Regions from separate parts of the Mus musculus genome. Here region 1 is linked to region 2. A link is a contact called in public promoter capture Hi-C data. All regions are on one chromosome and are shown on one strand. The core of a region is the stretch at or near the end of the contact, and the rest is flanking DNA. Distances in the headings are between cores, read along the strand shown. Region 1 holds the start of Sumo3 (small ubiquitin-like modifier 3). Region 2 holds the start of Krtap10-10 (keratin associated protein 10-10).

Region 1 (4,795 bases), core at 1,765-4,264, 230 kb after region 2:
GGAGTCAGGAGGGTAAGGGCTGTTGTCCCTGGACTGTCTGGAGTCAGGAGAGTAAGGGCTGTGGTCCCCTGGACTGTCTGGAGTCAGGAGGGTAAGGGCTGTGGTCCCCTGGACTGTCTGGAGTCAGCAAGGTAAAGGCTGTGGTCCCCCCAGGCCCTCTGATCTCAGACTATGCTTTCTTCCGGAGCACTGTATAGCTCTAAAGAACACTGTGTGTGTTCAAGGCCCTGGGTCCTATCCGCCATACTGGAGGACAAATCCTATTACGCAGTGGCAGTTTTTATATAATCATGATACACGCAAGCTGCTGGGCAAAGGCACAGTCAGCGCTTCTTGTTGCCTGGAAACACATTTTGAACAAAAAGTTTGTTCTGGGCCAATTTGGATTGTTCAGTTCGAAAAGGAACTCCTCTTGTTGTTCGGCCCGTGGGATGCTTATTTTAGCCACAGTGGATGAAAGAATTCATGGCAACTTCTTAACCTTCATTATTATTATTTTAATGTGTATCAGTATTTTGCCTGCATGTATGTCTGTGAATCACATGTAGGCAGTGCCCAAGGAGGCCAGAGAAGGTGCCAGAGCCTCTAGGAGTGGAGTTACAGATGTTTGTCAGCAGTAACATGGGTGCTGGGACTTGAACCAGGTCCTCTTAAAGAATGGCCCATGATCCTAACTGCTGTCTTTCCAGCCTTGGGAATCATTAATTAATTAGCTAATTAATATCTTATATGTACTGGTGTTTTGCCCGCATGTATGTCAATGTGAGGGTGTCAGATCTTGGGGTTACAGACAGTTGTGAGCTGCCATGTGGGTGCTGGGAATTGAACCCTGGTCCTCTGGAGAGCAGCCAGTGCTCTTAACCGCTAAGCTGTCTCTCCAGCTCTCGAGAACCATTTATTTCTAGGAAACAGATCCCTTGCTCTACTTGCAGATCAAGCTTTTTCCCTGTCCTCACGCCAGCCTTCTTTTCCCCCACGGTTCCACAGAGCATGCTCCATGGAAGCACCCTGCTTCCCAGGGGTGTCCTCAGCAACATTTTTATTCCCGGAGAGAGAGGTAGACTAGTGTCAGGAAGCTCGGGTGCAGGGTGCAGAAAGCAACCTGCCCTGCACTGGGTCCTAACAGCTTTAGGTAGGAGCATGGCTCCTTCTAGTCTGAGAAATGGTTCGGCAGGAGAGAGGCTCCATCAAGAACCTGAAGGCACACCTTGAGGCATCATCCCTTCCCCTTCCCCTGCCCACTCACTCCCAGGACACCAGTGACACAGCAGCACTGTCCACAGAGCTTGCCCCCTTCTCCAAAGGGTGGCATCCAATATGAGAAAAAGTAAAGTCCGCTAGTGAGAAGCATGAATCACTCCAGGTCCCAAGATGCTGACTTCTAACCCGGTTCCCGAAAGGATGTGTGTGTTCAAAAACAGAGACAGAGGTGAAAGGCCTCAGGCTTGCTTCCCTCCAACGGAAGGATGCCTGGCTGGGCTCTGGCCTGGAGTTCTCTAATTAGCAAGTAAATACAGAAGAAGGAGGGCTTACTCAGCACACTGACTGCCAACACCTGACACCCGGGAGCTCCTGGGTATAGGTGGAGGCCAGCATGAGCTACACAGGGAAACATTCAGGAGACAGAAACAGGAAGATCTCTTTTGAGTTTGAAGTCAGCCTGGTCTTAAACTCCAGGACAGCTTGGACCACAAAGGAACCTTGTCTAAAAAAAAAGGGGGGGGGGCCGCTGTGGGGGTGTGGAGAGAGTAAGTAACTCACTGGTAGAGCATCTGCCTAGTGGACAACAGCCCCTGGGCTGCGTCACCAAAATATAACATATAACCCTCTGTCTCCACTAACCCGAGGCAGAAGGCATGGCCACTCCAGTACACACCAGGCATTCACTTCCTGCCTAACCGCACCAAAAGGTTACAACTCTTGTTGTAGTTACCAGCTACAAAATATAATAAAGTAAGTTGTCTACTCTTGGCACAGGGCGAACAGGTGCTCATTCAATATCCGGGATGGTGCAGGCAGGACCCAAGGCTGAGCTGAAATTAAAGGTAAGGACCTCGCAGGCAAGATATTTCTGGGCTCGGCTGCTGAGCATGGTACCATGGCATTAGTCCAGATGCTTGCCCTGCTCCTGGGGTCTCTCACCTGAGCCAACACAGTGGTCATCTCCAGGCCAGTCAAGAGCACAGAATGCCAGGCTCCAACGTTTATCTCCCGTTGGATAAAACTGCCCCCAGCAGGGCAGGTGAGTGTGGGAAAACTGTTCAATTTGAAATGGGCAACCCTGGCCTTCCCACGCACCAACTGCCGAGACCACGGCGATGGAGTGGAAGGGCATGCGGCCGGGCGAACATTGGAAGCCCGGAGCGGCCAGCCTTGCTCTTACTCCGGTGCAGCTCTCACGAGCGCCCGCTGAGCCTCACGCGCAGCACCACGCGTGCAACTGTGCGCACGGCACGCGAAAGGATGGCCGCGTCAGGGAGTGAGGCCCTTGCGAACCAAGAACCAGCACCCAAGTTCCGGGTTCTCGAGCCGTGGGCGGGGCTACACCCGGGGCGGGGCTACCCCGGAGGCGGAGCCTTGGTGTGGCGGGAGGCACAGCCGGGGGTGGGGCTAGCGCGCTGCCCGGGGCGGAGTGCAATGCTGGTGGGGGAGGGGCGCGGGTCGGTGGGGGAGGGGCGCTGAGGCTCGGGCGCGGCCCCGCGGGCCCTTTTTGCGCGCGGCCCGGCCTGCGTTCCGCGGAATCTGCTGCGGCTTGCGTACCGGGCTTACCTTGGGCTTCTCTTCCGACATGGTTGCGCAGCGACGGCGGCGGCAAGCGCAGCGGGAACCGGTGGCACTGGAGCGGGCGAGTCACGCTCTCTGCCCCGCCGCTCTCCCGCCGCAACTGTCGCGGGGCCGCGCTTTATCCCTAAATCCCGGCGCGCTGGTTGGTCGCGCGGAGTCACGTGGTCGGGCGCGTGCACGAGGCGCGCGCCCCGCGCCGCGGGTGCGCGCTGGCCAGCCGCGATTCAGGACGGTTGCGAATGCGTCACGGGGCGGGTCAGGCGCCCGGGTGCGCGCAGAGCCCCGGGGACGCGCGACTCAAGGTCCTAGGCCCAGAGACCCCGGATGTGGGTGCAAGACTGCGCGTCCACGCAGGGAGGCACGGGAGGAGTGGGGGCGCTGTGTGCTAGGTCAGGACCCAGAGGAACGTTTTGGCCCAACCAGTAGCCTCTTCACCACCCACATTTGGGGACTTTTTCTTATATGCAGGCTGCATTTGGGTAAGAGAGGGCAAAGAAACTCAGGCTAACCCTTTCAGGTGGTCCGGAAGACGAATAAGGAGGTTACCAGGCATGGTTTATGGACCACACACTCCTGGAACAGGCCTCTGGCCTTTAATTTGAATGTCACAGGAGGGCTCATGTCTAGAAAAGGCATCCTTTGAGGACACAGAGGATGGCTTCTGTTGGCCCAGAAAGCCAGCACATGCTCCCATTTCATCTTTTTTCATTTGATTTCCTGGATGGGGTGGACCAGCCTCCACAAGGGCCATTCCCAAGATGGCTCTCCAGAAGGACAAGCTCTTCCCCTTCATTCTCACTATCTAGCTGCCTTTCTCCCTCCTTACGTAGTCCCAAAGTAACCACTAGGTGGCTTGGGTGGGTGAGAGTGACAGGCACAGAAAGCTTCCCTTCTGACCTACCATTTGCTGTTTCTGGAATGCTATTGTGGACACTAATAACCCATTTTACACAGCACACCAAGATGCCTAGAAGTTTAATAACATGCCCAAGGAGTCAACTAGATAAGCAAAACAAGGGAAGCTTGAGCTGGAAGATCCATCGGGAGCCCTGGCTAAGGGGTCAAGAGTGTCCTTTCCTTGTATCTTGGCGTGAGTTTTTAGAATGCAGCCCACAGGCCCTCTGTGTCTGTCTGCTAACACCTGCAAATCAGGCCAGTCAGGGCTGACACAGTCACCCACAGTCGTCTCAGGAAGGTGTTGATTGGCCGTGTTCCAGGACCACACAGCAGCCTCCAGAGAAGTGGCGCTCTGTTTGACAGAAGTATGTTTCTGTTCCAAGGAAGGGCCAGCAGACAAGTATCCCCACTTCCTGGTAATACTGCAAAGCTACTAAGCCAAGTGTCTGTGAAGCCAACCTTTTTTAGCCTTTCCCCTGTACACATGACCTTTCTTCGAGAAGTTTGTCAAGGTCTTCCACAAGGACGCATTTGGAACTCATCCCACACCCAGACCAGACCAAGGTATGGATTTTCCTCAAATACAGATCATGGTCATCCTTAGCTGAACATATCTCTGGAATGTCCAGCTCAGACTGTGTAACTGGGAGACAGGACTCCAGAAACCAGGCTGACTGAAGCAGTTGTTGGAGATCAGAGCACACCTTCCCTCCACTATTAGCTGTGAGTGACTCGGGGCAGGCAGTGTTCAGACCACAGTGTACCACCAGCTCTAAGATGCCAAGCATTATAAAGTGTTGTATTAACAGTTTATAGGATACAAGAATCAAACCTGAGGGTCTGTGGCTGAGGGCATCTGTTACCAAGTGATCGGAGAACAACACGTGCAGCACAGGATGGATGAACTCGGCACCTACGTGAGCTGCAGCAAGAAACAGCCACACTGCGATCCATTCACACCATATGATGACCCATTCACACACTGAAAGCCTACCATTATGCAAAGTGAACAACCGGTAACAGGAAGATGCTCACTCGTGTGTATTTCAAAGCCTGTTCTTAAGATATGTGTATGTCTATGTCTATGTCTATGTGTATATGTAAACAGAACACT
Region 2 (4,776 bases), core at 332-2,831:
GGTGCTGCGAGGGGGCCAGTAGCAAATCTAACAAAGGTGGCTACGGCCCCTGTGCTTCCAGCACTTCATCCGAGGTCTCCACCTGCGCTGTCAGCACCATGATTTAGCCAGAAAGGACAAGGTGCACAGGAGACAGGCCACCAGGAATGAGAACAGGTAGAAACTTCTAGAAACAGAATTGAGTCCCAGAAATGGCCAATGTAGAAGTGACCGATCAAATTGGAAAGCGAATAGATGCAGAAGCTTACAGAACCAGACCAGTGCCACAAGTTCTTCTGAGAATCTCGTTTTATTTCACAAGATACTGAGTAGAGGGCGGTGAGGACAGGGAAGGGTGCTGAGTGGATGAGGGAAGTCACAGAGGAGGAGACCCAAGGTCAACTTAGCTCTGAGGTCTGCACAGGGGGACAGGAACACAGAGCAGGGTGTCAGGCCTCAGCAGAGCCTGGCCGGCCTAACTGTGGCAACTGTCTAGTAGCCCAGAAAGTGTCTCCCTGAAGTCTGTTGGGTAGGGACTACTTCAGAAGAGCTGGTCACACACAGAGAGGAGAACCAAATAGCCAGTGGAAAGGCAACATTGGATGCAGCTTAAGGACAGGGTCCCAGAGGAAGTAACTCATACCACGTGAAGCCTTTTCCCATGGGTGGCCAGATATTCTGGTGAGGCCTCAGAAGGTTTGCAGGACTCACAGCTTGTCAGCTGATCACAGGATAGTAGCCACCATCAGACCTGACAAAAAGGAGTGTGGGAAACTCGGAGCTGAGCAGGGAAACATGGGTATGAGGCTGAACCCAGTTGTGGGAACAGGCCCGCTTGCCTGACTCTGAGGGTATCAGACCTGCACCTGGGGAATTCTAAAGCATGGGACAGTCCCTCAGCAGCTGGACTTCTGGCCACAGCAGGCCTGTTTGGAGCAGGCAGGGCGGCACAGCAGGGATACACAGGAGGCTGGGCGGCAGCAGTTGGGCTGGCAGGAGGAGGCACAGCAGGAGGAGGTGGGCACACAGCAGGCAGGTCTGCACACAGGGCGACACAGCAGGGACAGGCTGGAGCAGGGCTTGCAGCACACAGGAGCACAGCAGGAGGGCTGGCAGCAGGAGGAGGAGGAGCCAGAGCAGATGGGTGTGCAGCACACAGGCTTACAGCAGACAGGTGTGCAGCAGACAGGTGTGCAGCAGACAGGTGTGCAACAAACAGGTACACAGCAGGATGGCTGGCAGGGGGAGCAGGTGCAGCAAGCTGGCTGGCAGCTAGACTGCTGGCAGCATGAGGGTGTGCAGCAGGAAGATTGGCAGCAGGGGCTGGACACACAGCTCACTGGGGTGCAGATGAGGGTCAGGCAGGGGGCTGGGGCACAGCAGCTGGGCTGGCAGCAGCTGGGCTGGCAGCAGCTGGGCTGGCAGCAGCTGGGCTGGCAGCAGCTGGGGGCACAGCAGCAGGGCTCACAGCAGCTCTCTGGGCAGTCATCCACCTGCCAGGAGGAGTTGGTGCGAGCATCAGAGCAAACAGACATGGTGGAGGCGGCCATGGCGGGTTTGGCTGGAGGAGGGTGAGCGTGTGTTGAGTGAATGTGTGTGTGTATGTGAGGTGTTCTGGTGGCCGCCTTTATACTCCTGAGCTGCTTGTATTTTGTTGTGCCTCAGCTTCTGGCTTCCTTTTCCTCATTGTGTTTGGAGTCAGCCTGTGGCTGTCAACAAATACTGCAATCTGGTGAGGCTCTGGAGCTCTTTTTTAATCCCTGGGGGAGATTGCACTGAGATGCTCAGATTACATAAGAGGCAGGGATGGCAGCAGCCAGGTGACATTCTCGAGGTGGCAGCCACCGTTCTTCTCTCAGAAGTCTTAGACTTGAGGCAGCTTCTCTGGCCGAGCAGAGACGGAGCGGGGGCACCCAGGCTTTGAGGATGGGGGCATGTGCTCCTAAATTGTTGTGTAGGACTTGCTGTGGGAGCTCAGTGGGAACTCAAGGATACCTTCATGCCCGTGACAGGCCCCCCGGAGTCTGCCTGGAGCTGAGGTTGGCTCACAGAGGTTGTGAGAAAGATCGCAGCAGAGACAGTGAGGTCGATGCTTTCTGGCACATTCCATGTTGAGCTCCTCAGGAGCCCCCAGCAGTGCCCATAATGTGTATGCATCCTTTGCCACCTCTGAACTCTGGCAGCCTCTCCTGTTCTCGGGTCCTCAGAGCTCCTGTGGCCCCATGGGCACTGGGAGTTCCTTCATTCAACACAACTCTGCTAAAGGATGCAGACATGGTGCAAGGACAAGTTATTCACTAGAGCCTTGGCCTGTGGAGCTACTCATGCTAAGCTCAGCTCCAAGCCTGGGTGACACCCAGAGTTCTGGTTACTCATCTTTCCATGGTCCCTATACTCCGCCACATTCCTGAGGGTCAAGGCACATCCTTGGGGATACTCTGGGCTGCAGAGTCTCCAAATAGCTTCTCACTCTATCAGGCACTGGCTGGGTTGGGTGGGTGACAGGGCTTGGAACCTCTGTGGTTCTGATGGTGGAGTGAGATGCTGTGCTAGGACCCTCCGTGAGATATCCAGGCGAGAGAAAGGATTCTGGGATAGAGCCCTGGAAGATGTGAGGAGACAGACACATTTTACCCGAGGACAGGTAACCAGCCACATGGCAGAATGTAGGTTAAAATACATGTGTTGTCTTTAGTTATGATCTAATCAGAGCAGAGCCTAGCTATATGGCCAAGGTATTTGTAAATATATTTTGAGTCTGAGTCTTATTTCTGGGAGCCTGGGGCTCAGAGGCAGAACCAGGCCTAACTGCTACCTCATGCAGTCAGATGGAGAAGTTCCATTTCAAACAAAGGCTGAAAATTATCAGGTTTATTGAAAGACATTGATCTTCACACCCAGGGAGTTCAGCTGATGAGATGGAGCCCACTGGGTAGATCTGCAAGCCAGGTGTTACAATGAGAAAGCTGAGCCCAAACCGAGGGGAAAATCCTGAAAACTGCAAAGGGAACCCTCAGAAAAGCAATGGCTAGCCTTGGCCTGATACCAGGAGGCCAGAGGCAGTGGGTGAGACCTATACACACAGTAAAACCATTTCAGAAGCTAAGGCAAAATAGAGGCGTCTCGATAAGCAAAACCAAGAGGCTCCGCCGTGAGCAGACACATCCTTCAGAAAAAAGAGGCAGGGTACAGAATAGGAAGAGATTTTACCAGCTACACATGCAATAGAGGGCTAGTATCTAAAACGTATAACATGTATAGATCTAAACAGAAGCTCTAGGAGATGAAACACAAGTGGCTGAAAAACATTTAGAAAAGTTCAACACCCCGAGTCATCAGGGAAGCGCAAATCAAAACGGCTTTGAGAGTCCATCTTACACCTGTCAGAATGGCCAAGATCAATAACACAGGTGACAGCTCATGCTGGTGAGGGTGTGGGGGGAGGGGAAACACTTACTCATTTATAGTGTGGTGCAGACTTGTACAGCCACTACGGAAACCAGGGTGGCAGTTCCGCAGGGAGCTGGGAATAGATCTACCTCAAGGTCCAGCTAGACTACTCTTGCGCATCTGCCTAAAGGATGCTTCATCCCCCTACAGAGACACTTGCTCACCCAGGTTCACTGTTGCTCTGTTCATAATAGCGCCAAATTGGAAGCAGCTTAGAAGTCTATCATGGGATGAATGGATTTTTTTTTAAATGTGGTACATCTACACAATGGAATATTACTCAGCTGTTAAAAAAAATGAAACCACAAAATTGGCAGGTAAATTGATGAATAGGAGGAAAAAATCATCCTGAATGAAGTAACCCAGATCCAAAATGACAAGTATGATATGTACCCACTTCTGCGTGGATGTGAGCTGCTAAGTCTTCAGTAGCAGGGTAAAACCCATTATCACCACAGAGGTTATGCATAGGGAGAGGAACTGGAGGGAAGGGCATCCCACAGAAGGGGAAACAGAATCTATAGTTATAGATGGACAGGATGGGGAAAGAACGGGAGAATTCATAAGCAGGGAATTCATAAGCAGACACAGTAAGGCAGGGGACACAAGGAGGGACAACTAAAACTCAGGACCATTTGGGGAGTCATCTGGAAACCTATCAAAGTTGAAGCTTCTTAAAATATATACATACGTGCAAGAAATGTAAATAGAATCACCAAATAATGGGAGAGACAAGCCCCGCCTGGGTATCTCTTGCCACCAATGAAACCCGCTGGGGATGGGTTACATCTAATTGAGGAGTTGTTGGCCAAAGGGGCCCCATGAGAACCCCCAAATAACCCGCGCTATTTCCAAGGCTGTTGGTTGCTCACCGGCTACTGATGGCAAGGCCCTGTTACTGAAGACAACACTTAGATAACTCACTGAACATCTCGAGAAGAAGTTGAGCCTACCTAGAGCCTTCACCCTACTGGATAGTGCCCGTGGTACTGGAAGGTACTCTGCATGCTACCAGGGGAGAAAAGTAAACACCAGCCCAGCTACAAGCCCTTCAATATACAATGGTGACTTGCCTGCAAGATACGCTGGTGTAATAGTGGCCCAAAAGCTATGGGAGTGACCAACCACTGTCTGATTGGATTTAAGGCCTGCTTTATGAGATGGTGATGCTTGGGTGGCTGAGAACCTGAGCCTGGATAGGCTGTGAACCTAGAGGAAAACCAAATGCTCCTGTTTTGCTAAAGGAACACAGCGATGAGATGAGTCCCAATGACATTCTGCTATATTCATAGATCAGTGCTTTGCTCAGCCACCATCAGAGAAGCATCTCCTGCAGCAGATGGGAAC

The links. Promoter capture Hi-C pulls out the DNA fragments that hold promoters and counts their contacts.
Region 1: a contact with region 2 is called in a promoter capture Hi-C map of liver, with 3 times the contacts expected there. The contact joins the promoter of Sumo3 here to the promoter of Krtap10-10 in region 2. A contact is called at or near these places in 4 of 39 promoter capture datasets (hippocampal neurons, liver, pre-B cells and 1 more).

What each region holds. Positions count from the first base shown.
Region 1 is chr10:77,604,316-77,609,110 of GRCm38.p6, reverse strand. Sumo3 (small ubiquitin-like modifier 3) reads right to left here and starts at 3,014. Exons shown (of 4, transcript NM_019929.4): 1 at 2,770-3,014. The coding sequence starts at 2,790.
Region 2 is chr10:77,832,752-77,837,527 of GRCm38.p6, reverse strand. It overlaps Krtap10-10 (keratin associated protein 10-10), which reads right to left and starts at 1,581. Exons shown (of 1, transcript NM_001024709.3): 1 at 277-1,581. The coding sequence starts at 1,529. The coding sequence ends at 876. The region is part of intron 2 of Tspear (thrombospondin type laminin G domain and EAR repeats); the gene reads right to left.